3 separate regions of the Ovis aries genome follow, and all the other regions are linked to region 1. A link is a contact called in public Hi-C data. All regions are on one chromosome and are shown on one strand. Each heading gives the region's core, a stretch centred on a gene start, on an enhancer-like site or on the middle of the called end of the contact. The rest is flanking DNA. Distances are from core to core; before and after follow the strand shown. Region 1 has its middle 97 kb from the start of ARL4C. Region 2 has its middle 140 kb from the start of SH3BP4. Region 3 overlaps SH3BP4 (SH3 domain binding protein 4).

What was found. Hi-C and Micro-C count contacts between places; a contact is called where the count stands out from the background.
Region 2: a contact with region 1 is called in a Hi-C map of hypothalamus, with 9 times the contacts expected there. The contact joins two enhancer-like sites. A contact is called at or near these places in 11 of 16 Hi-C or Micro-C datasets (hypothalamus, liver, mesenteric adipose tissue and 6 more).
Region 3: a Hi-C map of hypothalamus shows a contact between it and region 1, with 5 times the contacts expected there. The contact joins two enhancer-like sites. A contact is called at or near these places in 4 of 16 Hi-C or Micro-C datasets (hypothalamus, liver and tail adipose tissue).

Annotation. Positions count from the first base shown.
Region 1 is chr1:6,477,488-6,480,382 of ARS-UI_Ramb_v3.0, forward strand. It overlaps a transcript of SPP2 not described here. Among named protein-coding and RNA genes, the nearest start is that of ARL4C, 97 kb to the right of the region's middle. Within about 2 kb of position 1,399, at least 9 of the 54 cell types and tissues checked have an H3K27ac peak or open chromatin away from gene starts, as enhancers often do. A contact at or near this core is called in hypothalamus, where this site is marked.
Region 2 is chr1:6,001,337-6,004,231 of ARS-UI_Ramb_v3.0, forward strand. No RefSeq gene overlaps it. Among named protein-coding and RNA genes, the nearest start is that of SH3BP4, 140 kb to the right of the region's middle. Within about 2 kb of position 1,510, at least 4 of the 54 cell types and tissues checked have an H3K27ac peak or open chromatin away from gene starts, as enhancers often do. A contact at or near this core is called in hypothalamus, where this site is marked.
Region 3 is chr1:6,054,410-6,057,304 of ARS-UI_Ramb_v3.0, forward strand. The region is part of intron 3 of SH3BP4 (SH3 domain binding protein 4); the gene reads right to left. Among named protein-coding and RNA genes, the nearest start is that of SH3BP4, 90 kb to the right of the region's middle. Within about 2 kb of position 1,397, at least 4 of the 54 cell types and tissues checked have an H3K27ac peak or open chromatin away from gene starts, as enhancers often do. A contact at or near this core is called in hypothalamus, where this site is marked.

The sequences.
Region 1 (2,895 bases), core at 149-2,648:
TGCACTTCTGATGTACTACACTGATAGGCTTGTCCTTAGCCAGCTAATGTCATTACTGTCTTTTTATTACAGAGTCTCGCTGGAGAGCAGCCCCTGACATTGGGAGCTGACCAGGCACACAGAGCTGACCTTGGGCTTCTCCATGTGAGGACATCTCCATCAGACAATGCCCGTCTGTGACCTTGATGGAGCAAGACCAAGACCTCTCCATGGTCACATCTGGACAGGTGAGAAGGAGCACGTCCAAATCACAGAATGGCACCCTCTCTTGCCCCCGCATCCTGGCTAATAGGAAAGACTGCCTTCTCTTTGCCATGTTCGGCTTTAGCCTTGCTCAGTCTAGACACAATTTGTACTGAAAATATCCAACCACTTTCTGACAGCACTCAATTCAAAGCATTTAACTGGGGAAAATTATACTCACCAGCACTAAACACCTGTGAGTTTGTGTGTCTGTGTGTGTGTGTGTGTTAGTCCAACTCTTTGTGACCCCATGGACTGTAGCCTGCCAGACTCTTCTGTCCATGGGATTCTCCAGGCAAGAATACTGGAGTGGGTTGCCCTTCTCTTCTCCAGGGGATCTTCCCAACCCAGGGATCAAACCTGGGTTTCCTGTATTGCAGGCAGATTCTTTACTATCTGTCTAATCTACCTTTAAACAGTTTAATTCAAGATCTAAAAATCCTTTGGGAGGAGCTCAGTCTTTGGGGATAAATACTAAGCCCCAAAGTATTGATGCTTTTGAACTGTGGCATTGGAGAAGACTTGAGAGTCCCTTGGACTGCAAGGAGATCCAACCAGTCAGTCCTAAAGGAAATCAGTCCTGAATATTCATTAGAAGGACTGATGCTCAAGCTCAAGTTCCAATACTTTGGCCACCTGATGGGAAAAGCTGACTCATTTGAAAAGACCCTGATGCTGGGAAAGACTGAAGGCAGGAGGAGAAGGGGACGACAGAGGATGAGGTGGTTGGATAGCATCACTGACTCAATGGGCGTGAGTCTGAATAAACTCTGGGAGTTGGTGGTGGAAAGGGAGGCCTGGCATGCTGCAGTCGATGGGGTCCCAGAGAGTTGGACATTACTGAGTGACTGAACTGAGACAAACTGAAAGTCCTTTTTATTTCTGGAGCCCTGCCCCAACTGGCTCCTCTCTAAGGCCGCGGGTGCCCCCTGGTGGTGGAGGGCAGCTTCTCCGCTCCCACCTGAGGTCTTGTCCCTTAGGATAAGGATATCTCTATCCCCTCCCTGCATGCTCTGCTTATCTCTGGAGCTGAAGGCCTTCTGCCAGCGGGTCAGGGCTGTGTATTTTCCCACGTGGCATCCCCTTGGCTCTTAAAGAGCTGTTTTCCTCCCTGAGTCTCTGCCTTGTCCTCCATGATGTGGAGGAGTCTTGTTCAGGCCACGGTGGTGGGGCCTGCAGCAGACCTGCTGGCCTCGGTAACAGAGGGGCTCAAACGTTCAAACCCAGCACACTTCAAACCTAGCACACTTCCTCTGACCACGGCCCCAGGCTTCTGACGTGTGTTGAGCCACGTCTGGGGCCCCGAGTCCCCAGAAGCAATCAGAGCCAGGACGCCTCTGCCCAGGAAGCTTCTCTAAGACTGTCTAGCTTCAGTAGACAAGCCCTCCTCTAGCAGGCAGGTCTGGGAAGGGGAAGAAACTGCCTCTGCCTATGCCCTCCCAGGCCCCGTAGGCAGCAAGGGGTGGGCTCCCCTCCCAGGCCAGCCCGTGCCCACAGGGCCCAGCCAGGCTGCAGAAAGGGAGGCTAATCTTTTCTCGCCATCACTCAGGGCTGTGGAGTGCCCTAGTCCCACGAAAGCCTATTTTGAATTTCATAAGATGAAATTACCTTTTCCTGTTTGGATTTCTGCTGTTTTCATGTTAACTCCAACCCTACTCATGCCCCTCTTTCTGGGAGCCAGACAGAAGGATATTGTGCTCAGAAAAAAAGACAAAAGAAAAAGATGCTTTCAGAGCATTCCAGGGCACGCTCATCTTTCTGATCCCTGGTTTGCTGGGGCAGGGGACCAGAGAAGGGGTAAAAGTCCACACCCAAAGCATCCTGAAAGGCAGCTAGTCAGTAAGTCCAAGTTAGGAGAGAGGTGGTGCATAAAAGCAGCCCTGTTTTCCTTCGTTTTTAATTTAGAAAATCCTATTTTCCTGACCCACCCAAGAGATATTTTCTCTATCACTCTGAATATGATTGACCTACAAGTTCTGCATAAACACTATAACCAAAACGCTTATGTGGACTGATGCCAACGAGCTGGGGTAGACACTGTTGGTGGCCCACCCAGCTCCCACCCGAGACACACACCCTCACGCACCTGTGTATCACTGAGCTATAGTAGACAGGTCTCTGCCTGCTGATAGCTTCTTAGCTGTGTCCTGCCCACTTCGTTGCTTGGCAGTGTGGGCCTTGCAGAGTTCAAACCCAGGGACCCCAGAAATTCTGGGCATCCAAAGCCTCCAGGACAAACCCCCATGGGTTGGGGGGAGGGGCTCCCTGGAAGGATGGTCCGCATGACTATGTGGGATCGGTCCCCAGCTGCCTGCAGAGGTAACACTGCCTCTGTGCACCTGTTCTTGGTTTCTTAGCGTCTCTGTGACCTTCCCCACTGCCCTCCCCAACCTCCTGAGTCATCTTGTACTCAAGTCTTTGTGACTGAGTCTGCCCTCAGGGGACTCCAAACTTAGGCACGGGCTGACAGTTAGTACCTGTCCACACAGCGGGCTGACAGTTAGTACCTGTCCACACGGCAGGCTGACAGTTAGTACCTGTCCACACAGCGAATAGAATGCTGCCAGAAATTCTCAGGCATGCGGAACAGGGGGGCTGGCCTGGAACTTTTTCTGCGTGAACAGGTCTAGGTAAAGGTCAAATGCATCAGTG
Region 2 (2,895 bases), core at 260-2,759, 480 kb before region 1:
GCGGGATCCTGAGGGGCAATGATGCTTCGGCACAGAGCATCGATTGTTTCCAGCTCTCTAGGAGGGCCTCTGACAAGGGAATTATCTCCGATGTGCCCACTGACTCAACGAACATGAATTTGAGCAAATTCCTGGAGACAGCGGAGGACAGAGGAGGCTGGTGGGCTGCAGTCCGTGAGTTCACAGTCAGACATAACTGAACAACAACATGCCCAGTCTTCTGTGTAGCGATCATCTCAGTCCACAACTTACAAACCATCACAGCTTTAGGACAAACTCACCTTTGGTCTCTAGGCCACAGACTCATGAAAAAGCCTTTCTCTGGGACGAGAATTCATCCCAGGAGAGGTTGCGGGGCGGGGCGGGGGGGGGGGGGTTTAGATCTCGCTGCACACGTGCTGAGTGCCAGACCCTGAACAAAAGAGGAGCCTGTGTTAATAAGTTTACTGGGGGTGGAGATTGTTTCTAATAATTGCATCCTGTAAAGCCTTTTCGTACTGTTCATGGGGTTCTCAAGGCAAGAATGCTGAACAATAGTGAAGAATATTGCTGAAGAGTAGTGAAGCCCATGAGGCTTCCCTGATAGCTCAGTTGGTAACGAATCCACCCGCAATGCAGGAGACCTGGGCTCGATCCCTGGCTCGGGAATATCCCCTGGAGAAGGGAAAGGCTACCCACTCCAGGATTCTGGCTAGGAGAATTCCATGGACTATACAGTCCATGGGGTCGCAAAGAGTCGCACATGACTGAACGACTTTCATTTCATTTCAGGGCCCAAGGACCCAGCACCTCTTGTACAGATCAAAGGCAGAATCAACAGCATCTTTACCCAAGAATTAGACGAATGGGATCTTTGTCCCCCTGACTTTAGGGATAGTGCGTGCCTGAGCTAAGTCGCTTTAGTCATGTCTTTGCGACCTTATAAAGAGTCCCGCGGACGGAGGAGCCTGGTAGGCTGCAGTCCAAGGGGTCGCTAAGAGTCGGAAACGACGGAGCGACTTCACTTTCACTTTTCACATTTATGCGTTGGAGAAGGAAATGGCAACCCACTCCAGTGTTCTTGCCTTGAGAATCCCAGGGGCGGGGAGCCTGGTGGGCTGCAGTCTATGGGGCCGCAGGGAGTCGGACACGACTGAAGCGACTTGGCAGCAGCAGCAGCAGCCCGCAGCCGGCAAGGCCCCTCTGTCCAGAGACGAACTGAAAACCAGTGGGCTTCTGAGGCCAGCAGGTGGCGCTCGCTCTCCAGCCAGAGGCTCTGGGTCCGGCGGAGCCCCCGCCCTCCCGCTCCAGCCAGGCCAGAAGCAGGGAGCATTGATGAGTGAAAGAGAGAGAAAATGGGGGTCACTGTCCATATTATCGACTTGTCACTATCCATGCTGCACATCACCCCTAAGAGGCTACCCAACTGCGCAGGAAAACTACCCCCTGCAGATTTCGGTGTGGGCGGGGCGCGGGGGAAGGCCGTCAGACCTGTCTCCTTTCCGCGTTGGCTGAGATGCGCAACAGCTAACTCTGAGATGGGAGCAGCTAAGTCCGTGCACCGCAGCTACCGAAGCCCGCTAGTTCCAGGACCCGCAGCTACTGAGACTGCGTGTCTGAACTACTGACGCCTGCACGCCTACCGCCTGTGATCCGAAACAGAAGACCCCGCAGTAAGAAGCCCAGTGCACTGCGAAGTAGGAGCAGCCCAGGGCTGCTGCCAAGCAACGAAAAGCAGCGGAGACCCAGCACCGTCCAATATAGATGAGTAAATAAAAATTTTAAAAAACTGTTTTTTACATGTTGCCTTCTGCATGGCTAAGATCCATTTTTCTTTATCAATGACCCCACCACCACCACCCTAGAGGACACATACACCCCCACTGCCCTGGTTGCTATTTGGATTTGAAAGCTGTTTGGGTCCATAAAAATTGCAGCCTCTGGTGGAGGAGGAGGAGCTGTTGAATTGTTTCATAACCATTAAGATAGTGACATTTTCGGTGGCGGCGTTGTAATTTAAAATTTATTTTTAATTGAGGGATAATTGCTTTACAATATCATATTGGTTTCTGCCAAACATCAACATGAATCAGCCTAGGTACACATATGTCCCCTCCCTCTTGAACCTCTCTCCCATCTTCCTCTCCTCTTAAACTTATTTTTAAAAAATCACCTAGGGTACTTGTTGAAAATGCAAGTTTCTGGGCAAACCATAATCACAGAAAACTAGTCAATCTAATCACACAGACCACAGCCTTGTCTAACTCACTGAAACTAAGCCATGCCATGTGGGGCCACCCAAGACGGGCAGGTCATGGTGGAGAGGTCTGACAGAATGTGGTCCACTGGAGAAGGGAATGGCAAACCAGTATTCTTGCCTTGAGAACCCCATGAACAGTATGAAAAGGCAAAATGGGAGGATACTGAAAGAGGAACTCCCCAGATCGGTAGGTGCCCAGTATGCTACTGGAGATCAGTGGAGAAATAACTCCAGAAAGAATGAAGGGATGGAGCCAAAGCATCACCAACTCGATGCACATGAGTTTGGGTGGACTCTGGGCGTTGGTGATGGACAGGGAGGCCTGGCGTGCTGCAGTTCATGGGGTCGCAAAGAGTTGGCCATGACTGAGCTACTGAAATGAACTGAACTGAACTGAGGCTTCTTTTAAAACCTTTGGAGGTTCTGATGCTGGTGGTCTGTGGACCCCACTTGTAGAAGTGTGGCTTAGATGAGGTTTTTCACACCTTAATCCCAACTAGCTCTGAGACTGGACCAAGTCTTCATGCCTTAGCATCTCCAGGTCTCTCAGCTGCCTCACCTGAAATATTAGGGTTTACGTCAAGTCGCTCCCTGTGAACTGGAATATGGGTTCCAGGTGCAGAGCATGGGATGCGGCCATGGCTAGTCTGCAGTTA
Region 3 (2,895 bases), core at 147-2,646, 420 kb before region 1:
TCCCTGATCTCAACACTCCCCTTATTTCCATTCGCTTCTCCAGGTAGGTGTTGATTTCACCTACGACCTTACTCCTAAAACCACCACCTGCCTAGACTTGTATTCTATAGCAACTTCCTCTTTTTTCAGAGAAACTCCCCCCCGAGAGCCCACAGCATCCTTCCCTCCCGCCCCTGGACTCCCACCGCCACCACCCGTGACTCCTGGTCACCCACTTCGACGGCTTCGCTCCTGGCGGCCCCAGGACCAGTTCTGATTGCTGGCTTAGGCCCCTTCAGGAGAGGTCGCCCTGTCCACAGCCCGGTTCCTCCTGCAGTTCCAGCCAACTCTCCGTCCTTCCCTCCCAGCCCGGAGGGCAGACTCCTTGCTGCTCCCTCAGGGTGTAACTCCCAGAGTGAAGAATAGTCTTACGTCCAAAGAGTGTTGCTAAATGAAAACATTTCCAGTTCTTACAGAGCTAGGTTTCTGAGGGGTCTGTCTGCCACCCTCCACACACATGTGCGTGCGCACGCGCGCGCACACACACACACACACACACACACACGAGATGGCCGTCACCCAAATCCTTACCGTCCTCGAGTAGGAGCCAAGCCCTCCCCTCCACTCACTGTAGTCCCCAAGTCCTGGAACAAATACACAGCAATGTTTCTCACCTGGATTTTCAACCACACTCAGAAAACTCTTCCCCAGACCCACAAAGTGTGCCAAAAGCAGCATCAATGCCTTAAAAACAGAACACACTCTGCCATTTCTCAGCCTCACAGCTGCTGCGTGTTCAGTCGCTTAGATGCATCCAACTCTTCCGCGAGCCCCTGGACTGTACCCTGCCAGGCTCCTCTGCATATGGGATTTCCCAGGCAAGAATACTGCAGTGGGTTGCCATTTCCTTCTCCAGGGCATCTTCTTGACCCAGGGATCGAGTTTGCATCTCCCGTATTGGCAGGCGGGTTCTTTACCCCTGAGTCACCTGTGGAAGCCCTCTCACTCTAACAAAACAAAACGAAATCCCAGACGTGGGAACCCAAGGCTCAAAGAGGCGAGAAGGGTGCACACCCACCAGCAGGGGCCACTCAGTCCGGTCACTGCAGAGACAGAGATGGACACCGGTGGGCTTTTAAATCATCCCCCGTCACTCTCGCGCCTTGCTCGCCTCAATGTGACTCTGCTGCCACGGCCAACGCTGGCTCCTCCTCCTCCGGACGGTGCCTGCAGCTGGCAGAATGCTTTCACGAAACAGAGGGGTGAGCCTGCAGGGTCGCAGGGCTGGGACCTGCCCCGGAGCAGCGCTGGTAACGGTGAGGCCGGGCGCCACGGCTTTCCTGGAGACGGAGGACCAGAGCATCTGCCCAGCTGGGGGCGGCAGCTCTGCACAGACCCAGAGCCGCCTGCTCACATGCTCCGGGGAGAGAAGCTGACCACAGACAGTGCAGGGCAAACCCAGGGAACGGAGGAAGATCCATGGTGTCTACACTGCTGACCGCTAACACAGGCTGCTTTGGAAGACGGGCCCGGAGTGGGGGCCTTCTGCTGCTGTTTCTCAGGACTGGCAAATAACGATGTAAAAAGAGCATCTGCCATCTTCACAAACAGAAATTCTAATGAGGACTATCTTCATTTTGGAAAAAAAAAACAAAACTGGGATGAGCCACAGCAGCGGGCCAGACGCAGGACCCCGGGGAGCTCTGAAGGTCAGCATGGCTGTGCACGTGGCCTGGGGACCACCCCTCTGGGCCACAGCACAGACCCGGAGCCATCCGACCCCCACCCAGCATGGCAGGACGGAGAGAAAGCCCAGGGCCTCCTCGCAGGCCGCCCACCCTCTTGCCAAGGTGGGCCAGGCCAAGGGTGGGGCGGGGGTGGGGGGCACTGCCTGTCAGCCATGTGGCTTGGAGGCTGGGAGGTGACAAGGGACAACAACACAGCTGGGTGGGTCCCCAAGGAGAAGGACACAACTGGGTCCCCTTCCCGTCCCCTAAAACACTTATCCCATCCCCCAGCCCAACCCCCAAGGAATAAAGCACGATGTCATCTAGCCTGGGCCACCCCCACCGTCAGCACGCGGTCATCTCGCCTTAGCCCAGCCTCTGGCGCTACCCCACCCCCTGTCCCCTGCACCCTTGGCCCTTGCCCATGTTGTGCCTTCAACCCAACAGCCCCTCTCTGCTGGGTGGGCTGCAGCCCACCTCCCATGTCAGCCCCTCTCTGCTGGGTGGGCCGCAGCCCACCTCCCATGTCAGCCCCTCTCTGCTGGGTGGGCCGCGGCCTATCCCCTGTGTCAGCCCTCCCCCCAACATTTGCCTTTCCCTGGCCCACTCATGTCAAGGGGATCTTTTCTTCGGGGCCCATCACTGATTGGTCCTGCACGCCTGTGGGTGTTCACTCTGCGTCTCCCTCAAGGAAAGGCGCAACACCCTACCCCCAAATAAGGGCACAGCAGACACCCGAGACATGTTTCATGCACATGGAGTACAAACACCCGCCCTGGCTGGATGGGGCGGCTCTTCCGAGCTCTGTTAGAAGCCGCAGCCATATGCCCGCCACCAGCTCCCCCCGGCTTGTTTCTGACAACAGAACTTGACTTCAGAAGCTCTTCAAATATGTGGTACCTCTTCCAGCATCTTCCCAACCACAAGTCCCGCCAGCTAAGCGATCCTCAGGGGGGTTCATTCAAAGCTCTCTCATGCCTGGGGGTGCTCCGCGAGCTCTGTCCATCCTGGCTACTCTCCTCGGGGTCAGCGTCTCGCCTCTCCCCACGTCCACGATAGTCGGGGTGGCGGTAGCGTCACCCGTGTTGGACGGCCATCTTTTGTCAGACAGACCTCTACTGGAGAGCTGGGCAGACCGGGGACAGAGGGGTGCTTTCCACGGTGGTTACACCGTGTGGGTGAGACAGGG